Regions from separate parts of the Mus musculus genome. Here all the other regions are linked to region 1. A link is a contact called in public Hi-C data. All regions are on one chromosome and are shown on one strand. The core of a region is the stretch at or near the end of the contact, and the rest is flanking DNA. Distances in the headings are between cores, read along the strand shown.

Region 1 (3,864 bases), core at 381-2,880:
AATAGGTTATATGCATGGCCCATTAAAATTCCGATGTATTTTCTATAACATAAACCTTTTGGAGCAGTAGGCTTATGAAATTCAGACCCACTGTGTGACACTCTTAGTCATAAGCCTATCATTTTCAAACTTTAAGAGATGCCTGCACCATGATTGGAGCATTTTGTGACTAAGTCTGTGGTCACTACGGTCAGTATTCTTTAGTGCCTGGATTCCCGTGTGATCCCACAGAGACTTTCTCTCACAGAATCTGGTGGAGAGAGACATCATGACCATGCCAGTCACGTGGAAGCTCCTCTAAGATGAGTGCTCAGCAGGGGGCTGAGTCCTGAGACCAGTGCTTGGCCTTGGAAAGCCGCCCTTCTTCATAGAGTGGGTGAGAGCAGAAGGCTGTGTGCTGTATCTGTCCTCACCATGACAAAAAAAATGTATTGACTGGGTGGCTGCAGAGATAAACTTTTCTTCTTGAGGTAGGAGCTGAGTCTCATTACTGCTATGTCCCCTGTACCCGGCTGGGGACAGAATGGGTACTGCATAGAGGTCTGTTCTGTGGGATCTAGTTGGAGGAAGTTGGTCCCTGGAAGTTGTTTTTAACCCTGGCCTTTTCCTGTGTGCCTTTCTGTTTCTTGCCAGCCATGATAAGAGTTGTTCAGCTCCGCCCCTCACACCAAGATGGATTACCACCTCTGAAACTGCAAGCCCAAATAAAGGATTCCTCTGGGAACTTGTTTCTGTCAGGCATTTGATCACAGCAAAGATGAGCAGGAGTAATATATCATTGCCTGCAGTGTGCAGACCCGTACCCTCAGCATCTCTGGGGGAAGTGATACAGGATGCTGTGCAAAGCCTGGTCCAGAAGCAAGGGTCTCTTCAGCCTTTCTCTGTCCACAAGGATGTTGATTCCTTCCTACTGAACCTCCGTATTCTTCAGCATGCTAAGAATTCTCTTTTATGTTACCTAACACCCAGCAGAGAAAGTCACTGTTTCTCTGTGCCCTTTCTTAATACCTACATTGGAAAGTAAGGGACCCTTACGACACTTTGCAGACATGTGGATGGACTGGCCTTAGCTTCAGGTCCAGATTTCCTCTTCTAGCAGCAAGACCTACCTGGCTTGTGAATGCCTTGCCTGCTGCAATGTCATCAACTTCCTGTTCTGTCCCCTCATGGGGCTGGTCAGCATCCTCTAACCTAATAGATTTCCTGTCATACAACCAGAGATAAGTTAAGTAATCGTGACCGGCACTGTAATTACCATTGAGCTTGAGAAGACACCACCACCTGTGTGGTACAAAAACAAAAACAAACAAACAAACAAATAAACAGACAGAGGAGAAATTTAAAATCCTTGGGTGGGAAGACACAACCCCTTGCTCCCCTGACTCTGTGTTTCCCTTTGTTCTGCCCCCAGAGGTCAGTGTGCCCCTGGCTTCTCAACCAAGAAGAGCTGGCCATGACAAGTTGTCACTTCCTTGCCCAGGGTGGCTCTTCTGGAAGGCCCAGCCACCTGCTGAGATGGAGGGAGTGGTGATGACAGGCCGAGCTCCATGTTCAGTGAGGCCCAACAGTACAAGGTGGCAGAAGGGCTTGAGGCTGCCCGCCAGCGGGGCTGGCACGGCCACTTTACATGCGAGAGGGAGCAGTCAACAGCTGCTGCTGACAGCCCCTGGGGTCTGCTCCAGACTTGGCAGAGGAGGACACTCCCAGACTCCCAAACCAGCTCTTTGAAATTCAGAACTACACCTCCATCCCTCACCCTCTGCAACAAACACACACAAAAGATAAGCAAGCCTCAAGTCCCTTTACTTAAGGACTTTCTCCACCTAGTCGCCTCTGTCTCCTAGTTTTGCACACTAATGCTGATAAGTTCTCACATGAGCATCTCTCTCTCTCTCTCTCTCTCTCTCTCTCTCTCTCTCTCTCTCTCTCTTTCTCTCTCTGACACACACACACACACTGACACCCATCCTGTCCTCTCTTACCTTAACTCAGGAGTTGTCCACACTGTTTTGAGGTGGGGTCTGTTATTGGCCACAAGCCCACCAAGTAGTTTGGGCTGGCTGACCATGAGCCCCAGGCATATGCCCTTGTCTAGCATTGGGATTACAAGTGCAGGCCAACATATCTGGCCTTCTTTATATTGTTTCTGGGAATCAAACCCCGGTCCTCGTGGTTGCGAGGCAAGCATTTTACCGACTGAGCTATCTCCCTGACCCAACTCAAGTATTTTGAAAAAGCGAAAGCTCTTTCCCTTTGGAGAAGTTGGTCTATCTCAAGATGTGGCAACAACCTCTCCTTCAAGGACACAGTGAGCTACCACCCACTGACATTTCTGTGTTTGGCAGTTACTGGTTCGTCAGATGATTTCCACCTCTCTTCTCTGCCATGCTACCATATTGCTACAGCCAGTGAGTGCATCTGTGTTCTGGGGGATTGTGAGGACAGAGCATCCCTTGCAGGGCAGCCTAAGCCTGCCCTCCAGGTATTTGTCATGTTTCTGGCATTTGAGCTAAGGACATCTCCCACCACAGAAGCCTGCCAGAATCCGCAGGGGAAATCAGGACTGTCTTCCTTGCAGAAAGTTGGGCATGCGCTGGGGGAGGGAGGTCTGGGCCAGGTGGCCTTTATTTCTCTCAGCCCTGGAGAGGCAGCCAGATAAAATGCACTCTGCTGCTTAGTGTTGCTTCTCCCTCATCCTGTAGATTAACCATTTATACACGTACCAGGCATTCTTGCTGAACTCCACCAGAGATATCAGTGATTTGAATGTAAGAGTGTTCAATATAAAAGTTTGGCTACAGCTGAAGCATGGATCTTGGGAGGAAGGAAGGCAGTGTCTGATGCCCCTTGGTATAGCTTCTATTGTCTGGTTCTTTTAGTTTCAGGGATTGTGGAGTGATTCCCTGTCCAGGCACAGACCAGTGCTATGCGGTGAGATCTGGTATTTAGCATGATGGGTGGAAAAGAAATTCACCATGGCCTAAGGAGTGATGTGTTTGGGTGACAGCTTTGACACTTATCACATGAACACAGAAAGTCAGTGTATGTGTGTGCAGGACAAGCCAAACTTCCTTGATTGCTTTCTCACCCTTACCGCTTCTGCAGAATCCCTGGCCTCAGCTAAGCTGGACTGCTTTAGCCCTCTACTGTGGTCTGTCTGGATTTCCCTTCAGCCTCAAGTGTGTCTGGTCAATGACTTGCTCTCTAGAGCTGAGCACAGCAGAAACAGTAGTTAGCACACAGTGAGAACAGTAGTTAACACACAGGCAGTGCCCATCCAAGTATACCTCATGCATCAGATGTCCATGGACAGTCGCCCCTTACTACACTGGATGCTCAGGCTGTACAGCATCCCAGAAGGGTTGGCTACTTTCCCTGGTCACATAGGTAGAAAAAGCCAGAACTTGTGTCAAAACTAGTGGCCCCCCACAGCTCACCTTTGTCCTCACCCTCCTCCTTTTTCAAGTTCATTAACGACATTTTGAGTTTTTTTTCCTGGTCTGCCTCTCCATTATCCCATAAACATTGATAGCAATTTGTAGCCTCACTGGGTGGGCTCTTCTGGAGACCCCAGATCCTCCTTGAACGGGGCCAGGTCTAGAAGGCAGATAAGGGCCAAACAGAGAACTAAGTTAGACACATTCAAATGGCACTCAAGACCGAAAGGAGAAAACAAAAACAAAACAAAACAAAAACAAACAAGCCAATAAAACCAGATCAGCCCTTTGGAAACAGGATCTCGAATCTGATCCTGGCCTCTTCTGAAGGGCAGCTGGGGTGACCACCATACAAACGGGCCAAGGGCTCCTCATAACCAGTGCAGCCTATGGCTGTCAGCAGGACAAGAACATGGAGCTAGGAAAA
Region 2 (3,812 bases), core at 154-2,653, 230 kb after region 1:
ATCAACCTCCTACATTGAAAGATCAGGACCCCGCCAGTTTCTGGGATGACAAAAAAGATCCTTAAAGGTAGTATTTCCCCCAAAAGAGCCAGAAGGGAAATCTCGACTAACTTTTGATGCTGGGAAGCTTCATCCGGTTTTGTCAGGCTGTGTGCTGAGTTTCTGGCTTAGCCTCCTCCCTCTCGGTGGCACGTGAGATGGCCTAGTCACCAACAATGCAAAGATCAATCGAGGTGTTTTTCATGTTACGATATTAAGCTCACACCAAATCCGGACTATCTGAATAAATACTATTTGTTCCTTGATGACACGGGGCAGTGTAGTGATGAGAACCATGAACGTGAGAGCAAGAAATAACTGATTTCAGGGTGGGGCAGAGATGGCTGGGTCAGGATGACACATTTCCTTTGCAAGCATGGAGGCCAGAGTTCAATCCCCCAAACCCATCTAACACAAGTTTGGGATTGCAGCGAGAACATGTACCTCTGGTGATGAGGAGACGGAGACAAAGAGGATCCCTGAGCATGCTGGGAAGCCAGCCTCGCCTCACAACTATGCTCCAAGCCAATGAGAGAGCCTGTTTCCAAGGAGATGGATGGTGCTCCTGAGAATGACAGGGGGGGGGGGGTTCTTCTCCAGCATCTACATGTGCGTGAATACTCTTGCACCCACAAACACACATATATGCACATACATGCATACACATCTTAGCTAGCTGAATGGTCTTGGGTAAATGAATGACTAAATGGCTCACCCCCAATTTCCATTCCCCGTCCTCTGTGAGTCTGTGGGGATTTACTGAGGGACTAATGCTGGTGAAGTGCTTAGCAAGGTATCTGATGATCAAAAAGTACTTAATGCATGTCGTTGTTGAAAGACCAGTATCTACCACATACTCTGCTAGGTTCTGGGACACAGGGATGAGTAAGATACGCTATTAAAAATGCTAAAATGGGATGAGACGTTAAAGCCTATGTGGTATATCCCCCTAGAAAACCTAAGAGTCAAGCAAAGACCGTGTCTAGCTTCTATAGCAGGGGAGAGGCGAGACCAATTTGATCTTAGTCACAAAGCTGGCTGATTCTAGACCTTCTGAAAACAAAATCAAGAATGTCCAAGATTATTGTTTCAAATTCTGGTGTTACAGATTCCATTTCAGCTTAAATTCTTAAACCAACCACTACCAGCTCCTCTATGACTGCCCAGGGAGGCACTCATGGCAGCTTGAACTGCAGTTTAAGACTAGTGACGAGAAGGCCAATGGCTCCCAGCCCAGCTCTGAAGCCGCCGTGTCCTGCAGCAGGTGGCTGATGTCCAGAGCCCCTCTGAGAAGGCAGGGCAGATCGTAATTGCTGATTAGGTAGCAAGAGAGGGAGCACATGTCCCTGGCACCAGTTCTCATAATGTCACAGTACAGAGCTCTGTGGATGGCGGGTCTGTCATGCCTCACTATCCAATCATCTAATCACAGCCATCTCAGGCGCACCCCAATTCCAGTCCCTTGGCAAGGCCCTAAGTGCCCCAACTTAGATCCAGGACCACAGCCAACTTCTGATGCTGTCTTTCATTTGTTTGGGCTTTTGGCAAGGTCTGAGATATCCCGCCAGTCAAATATTGGGGATTTTAATTCCATTCCAGATGGGGACCAGCTCTCCAACAGAGACTCAGGCCAGGCACTGACCCAAGTGCCCCGGGAGCTAGACTTGAGACAAAGACCAAGGTCAGATGCTTCATCCATGATAAGGGGCCCACTTATAGCTTGAATATTTTGGCCCTTGTTTCTTGCATTTCTCCCAAACCAAAATCGTGTTGCCACACAGGTCTGAGAACAGAGAAAGCCTGAATCTGGCTTTTATCTAGAATGTTCTTAAGAGGTCCAAAAAGCCTGTTAGTCAAATTCATCTTCTTGCTAGGAAATGTCCCTCCTCCTTTGAGATGTTCCTTCCCGTCAGATCTTAAACAGCAGAGAATCATTCATTCCATAACTATCTTTGCTTGTTAAACCCCTTAGCTAGGTAAAACACTGAATTGGGGCACAGGCACACACAGGCACACACACACAGCAACTGGTCTGAACTCAGGGTTCAGAAAAAGTCAGTAGAGAGTTAAAGTAAATGTGGAGAGTGTCTCAGACAGTGGGAAGTGTGTAAGGTGCATATTATATATAACATGTCAGTGAGGAAGAGCTTGTAGTGGTGGCTACCACTTATTTCATGCTTCTTGCATGATGACTGTTTTACATGAACTAATTAGATGCTTAGAATCAGCTAGTGCTATTATTCTTATTTCTAGATGATTATTAAAGACCTTGGATTTAAGTGAAGTTACACAATGTTTCCTAGTTCAGTGACTAGGAAATGACAAGGAAAAAAATAACTGAGTTTTGTTTTCAGCTTTTACTGAGGCAAAGATAGAAAGTCCTTTATAGTTAAAGTGTAGAATGCAGTGACGTAATACATGTACACACTGTAAAAGTCATCACCACAATCACGGTAATCAACATATACATTGTATCGCATAGTGAACTCATTTGTTGTTGGAAAACATCCATTTTCTTGGCCAATTTCAAGTGTATCTGTTGCTCTTAGTTGGAGTCATTGTGCTGTGAGTTATATATTAAAAACTTGCTCAACTTGTAAGTAAAAGTCTATACATTTGATCAACATCTGTTTCCCCATTTCTCCTACCTCAGGCCCATTCTGCTCCCTGCACCTATGGGCATCACCTTAAATGCTCATATGCCTCATATAGAGTTGCCTCCCTGTGTCTGGCTTGTTTTGCTTTTCGTTTCCTTCAAGCCTATGCTTGTTCTCATGCACGTCAAGATCCCCTTCCTTTCAAAGCTGAACAATATCTCCTTGTAAGTGTTTCAGAGTGAGTGTGCTTCTACAAACATTTTCACATGTCTCAGAATGGCTTCATGTGCTCACCTGCTCATAAGCATCTGCTTGGTATTTTCCATCTCAGCTACTGTGGAGAGTCTTGCAATGGACATGAGAATGCAGACACTTCTTTAAGATGGTGATGTCACTTCTGTTGGATAGATAGCCCAGAAGTGGGATCAGTACATCATAAAGTAGTTTGAGTTTTGTTTGTCTGGGGAGGAGCCTCCACAATGCTGTGCATAGTGCCTGGACCAATTGTTACATTCCCCTGGCAGAATTCCTGTGTTACCTCTCCTCCAGGCCCCTGCCATGCTTGTCATTTATTATTTCTATTTCTCCATCATGACATATCTCATGGTGATTATTATCCTTATTTTGCTAATGATTAATGATGTCAAGGTCATTTTACTTTGGCGTTGTGTTTGATATTTTTATATCTTCTTTAGATATACTTAAGGCTATTTTAAATCAATTTATTTAATTGTGGGCTTTTGTCTTGTTCAATTGCACCAGTATCTGATATATTTGGGTTAATAACCCCATTGGATAATTGAGTGACAAATGTTTTCCTGTCTTTGGTTGTTTGTCTTTTCGTTCTCCTGATTTGTGTCCTCTGCTGGTCACAAACTGATCTGATATAATCTCACGTGTTTGTTTTGGGGTCTGTTGTCTATGCTTTTGGAATCCAGTCAGGGGAATTTTCAAGAGCAACGACAAAGAGATTTTCCTTTGTGTTCTTCTAGAATTTTTATAGACTGGGATATGAGGTTTTATTTTACTCATTCTCAGATTGAGTTTTGTGTCCAGTGTAAGATAATAGTCCAATTCTATTCTTTTGCATAAGGACATAAGTTTGCTGATGGCAATTACTGAACATGTTGTTTATCATTGTGTAATCTAAGAGCCTGTGAATAATATAAACTAATT
Region 3 (3,655 bases), core at 888-3,387, 250 kb before region 1:
ACTCATCCGTTCTGTACACACACATGCCGAAGCGCATGGGCATGTTGATCCCCCCCATCGACTCTGACTTCATCATGTGTCAGTCAGTAGAAGTTAATTGCTTGGAAGATGGCTTGTCTATTTCAACTTTAGGTCATGTGCTCATAGCTCAGGGATCTAACAAGAAAGCACAGCTTTCTCTCTCTGCGCCACATTCCTCCTGCTAAAGTTGGTGGTGAAACGAGTCTTTGTGTGGGCCCCATGCAGTCTAGGTCTTCTTGTGCCAGGCAGGCCATGAGATGGTGTGGAGCAAGCCCTTAAAATGTGATATTGGCTAAGCTTAGCCTAAGGGGAAGATGGTGGGGCTGTGTCTTAGTTAAGGTTTCTGATGCTGTGATAAAACACCATGACCAAAAGCAACTTGAGGGCATTGTACCTCAGCTTACAACTCCCAATTATAGTCCATCTCCAGGGGAAGACAAGCTAGGAGCTTAAACCGAAAACCAAAAGCTGAGGCCATGATGGAATGCTGCTTACTGGCTTTCTCCCCATGAGTCAGCCAGGTTGTATTCTTAGGCCACCTACCTTTTCGGGGGGGGGGGCTCATACCCCAGTGATCTGGGGCCTCCCACATCAATTATTAATCAAGAGAATGCCCCTACAGGCGTGCCTCTAGGCTAGTCTGATGGAGGCAGTTCCTCAATTGAGATCCTGCCTTCTCAAATGCGACCGGGTTTGTATCAAGTTGGCAAAAACTAACCAGCACAGGGCTGGAACTGATAATCCGTTCTTAAAGGCCTGCTCGGAGCAGATCCCTTATTCTTCTGTCAAAGCAGGTGAGACTGCATCATAACTTCTGGGTGTCCATGGTTTCCAGAGCAGGCCCTAGTTGGCGGCTATGTTCTACCCTAGGAAGGTCTCTGAAGGATTGACTTTGCAAACGTTCCCTAGAGCTTCCAGAAGGATCTGTCATATGAGCTTTTCAGGCACAGGGCATGAGGTGGTGGCGGTGGAGTGTGGCTTCAAAACTAAGATACACGGCCATGCCTATCATTTCTTTTTGCTTACATTCCTGACTGTCCCAGGTACCTTGACCTATGGCAAAGGTCCTGAGCTATGGTGCCCAGAGAAGAATTCTAACCTTAGCAGATGGGGCTGCAGGCCAGAGCCTAATTGACTAGGTGTTCTAGCTGGTCAGCAGCCCCAGAGGAGTTCTGAGTATTTGAGGGAGGGGCAGGAAGCTGACTGGCCAGAAGTTACAGAAAAGAATAGGCTTTCCTGCAGAGGGCTAGCACCAGCAACTTGGTACCAGAAGCCCCAAGCAGACTAGGGAGTGGCTGGTACTGCTCTCGGCAGCAGGCAGGGCCACACCTTTAGGAATCCCATTCCTTTCTCACACTTGAGGCTGGGTACCTGGGACGCTTTGGTGCTTTTGCCGGGAACTCTCAAGTCCAACGAGCACCACGGGTGCTCACAGGGCTTTTGAGTGTCCCGGAGAACTGAGCAATTCTCTGTTCCGTGCCTCTCTGGCTCCCCACCGCTCCGTGGAAGCTGTGCCTTGGAATTGGCAACCCTACCTGTGCAGACACTTACCTGACATCTCCCAAAGGGCCTCCTTTCCTACGGTGGTTGCATCTTTACCTCCACCTCACGAAACAAGTAGGGACTTTTTTTTTTTTTTTTTTTTTTTTTAAATTTTCCACCTCCATATCATGCATGGAGACCCAAGGGACACTTTGAACCTTTCAACAGTTCCGATGCCTTTATCAACTCGAACAGCTAAGATGAGCCACTTTATAACCCTAGGGGAGTTGAGATGAAAGAAAAAAAAATCTGCAGGGTTTGAAGGTAGAGAAAAATGTGTCTAATTTAGTTCAAAAAAGGTTTCCAGAGCCTGTTCCCCTCCCACTTAGGGTTGTTGGCCTCAGCCTTGGGCTCTCTGCCAGTTCCTGCTGAGGTACTGCAGAAGGGCTGGCCCGAGGAGCGTGTTCATGTGCATATGTGCTCCCGTGGACATGCGCACGAGTCGGGCCCGTATGCTGACAGCCACATCCAAGGTCGCTGAATTCAAGGCCTCTGAGGAGCACTTCCACCCGCCCCTGGCCTGGGAACAGTCAGCTGGTGAGAGGAAGTCCACAGCCCAGATGGTCTTCCCTCAAGCCCCAGGGAGACCAGCAATTCTCAGGGCCAAGGGAGGCCAAGGTCATTAACACCACACGGCTCTGTAAGATGAGCTTCGTAATAGGATTTCCCAATAGGCGACTTCATTGGGAAACCACCCGGGGTCTCCTCAGCTTCCTGCAGTGGCCCTGCCCAGTGCCCTCCAGAGAGGAGGCATAAGTAATTGGCTGGATGTAATGGGCTGTGACACTCTGAACATGGGTAAGTGGGGATGGAAGGATGCCCCTTGGCTACATAGCCTCCAAATGTTGGGCTCCAAAAGCAGCCCAGGATGCAGATGTCAGGGTCCAGATCCCCTTAGGTTTTACACTTCTGCCTTGAGGAAAACCCCATTCCCTACTGTTGACAGCTGTGACTGTCTCGGGTAGTCCCACACCACTGAATGATAACACACTTCAGGTAGGAGAGCAGTCTAGGAAGAAGTCTGTATTCTTTTGCTTGAAGGCTGGTCATCTGTGACTTTAAATATGCATTATGGTGTGAGTAGTGGAAGTATCTCTGGGCTGAGAGGCCAGTAGGGGCCTGAAGGTGGCCATTGACTGCACTGGCATTTGGTCATGAAAACCTATGAGGTCTGGAGCTGAGTGAATGAGTGGATGGGGGTGAAATGCCCATAGAGAGGACTAGCCCAGTTCAGACTTAGGTCTTGAGATGCTACCATCTGCCTCTGGTTCTAAGACTAGATGAAGCTGAAGTTAACCACTCTTTAGAATATATATGTTTTCAGGAATATTGAGCCTTTCAAGCGACCTTGGTTTTGCTTCTGGTTCTTAGATGTCCTTACACCATTTTGCACCTTGTAGCTGCCTAGAAGTTTTTGTTGGTCATCATCATCTGGCTCGACCCATCCCCTCTACCCAGAGAACATGAGAACCCTTTGCAAACCATTTGAGTAGCACATAGGTTGCAGTGGGGCTGTGTGGGTGCTAAGGCTGTGTTCCAGAGAGAGAGGGAGAGTAGATAGTAGAGTCTGGATGTGACTTTCTGGTCAGCATTGAGGACTCCTCAAGGGCTGTGTGCCATCTCAGCCACACTCATTTCCTCGTCTGCTGGGTCTTCTAGGACAGAATGTCACCACAGATATGGTACTTTATAATGGGCTGAAACTCACTTCCTACAGTTTTGGAGGCAAGGAAGCCCAAGTCCAGGTCTTTGGTGGGTTCAGTTCTATAGCTCTCTGTTGTTGGTAAGTCCCTTTCTGCAGGTTCTGAAGGTTCACAGACTTCCTTGACTATATGGGAGTCAGTGAGAAGGAACCCTCTCTAAATCCAAGCCTACCTGTATCTTTCTGTTCTGGGCCCCAGGGAGCTCAGTTAGTCTAGGTTTTCTTTTACTTCCTGTTGCCACGGACACCTGTGTTGACAGAACCCTGATGCTCCCAGGTCTTCCTCATTGCAGGGGGATGAAGACAACCAAAAAGCCATAGTAGGATATGGGCAAAGGACACAGTCAAACCATCCAGAGCAAATCCTACTTTGCTGTTAGGGCTTTGAAA

What was found. Hi-C and Micro-C count contacts between places; a contact is called where the count stands out from the background.
Region 2: a contact with region 1 is called in a Hi-C map of cerebellum, with 1.9 times the contacts expected there. The contact joins two enhancer-like sites. A contact is called at or near these places in 2 of 484 Hi-C or Micro-C datasets (cerebellum and nephron progenitors), 1 of 115 datasets of contacts at active chromatin or transcription factors (trophoblast stem cells) and 2 of 9 other capture datasets (adipose tissue and liver).
Region 3: a Hi-C map of cerebellum shows a contact between it and region 1, with 1.6 times the contacts expected there. The contact joins two enhancer-like sites. A contact is called at or near these places in 2 of 484 Hi-C or Micro-C datasets (cerebellum and embryonic stem cells) and 1 of 9 other capture datasets (pancreatic islet).

Annotation. Positions count from the first base shown.
Region 1 is chr9:101,936,942-101,940,805 of GRCm38.p6, reverse strand. All of the region lies in intron 12 of Ephb1 (Eph receptor B1), which reads left to right. Among named protein-coding and RNA genes, the nearest start is that of Gm31326, 46 kb to the left of the region's middle. Within about 2 kb of position 1,630, at least 11 of the 459 cell types and tissues checked have an H3K27ac peak or open chromatin away from gene starts, as enhancers often do. A contact at or near this core is called in cerebellum, where this site is marked.
Region 2 is chr9:101,708,497-101,712,308 of GRCm38.p6, reverse strand. No RefSeq gene overlaps it. Among named protein-coding and RNA genes, the nearest start is that of Gm31326, 270 kb to the left of the region's middle. Within about 2 kb of position 1,403, at least 7 of the 459 cell types and tissues checked have an H3K27ac peak or open chromatin away from gene starts, as enhancers often do. A contact at or near this core is called in cerebellum, where this site is marked.
Region 3 is chr9:102,187,988-102,191,642 of GRCm38.p6, reverse strand. All of the region lies in intron 3 of Ephb1 (Eph receptor B1), which reads left to right. Among named protein-coding and RNA genes, the nearest start is that of Gm31233, 21 kb to the left of the region's middle. Within about 2 kb of position 2,137, at least 18 of the 459 cell types and tissues checked have an H3K27ac peak or open chromatin away from gene starts, as enhancers often do. A contact at or near this core is called in cerebellum, where this site is marked.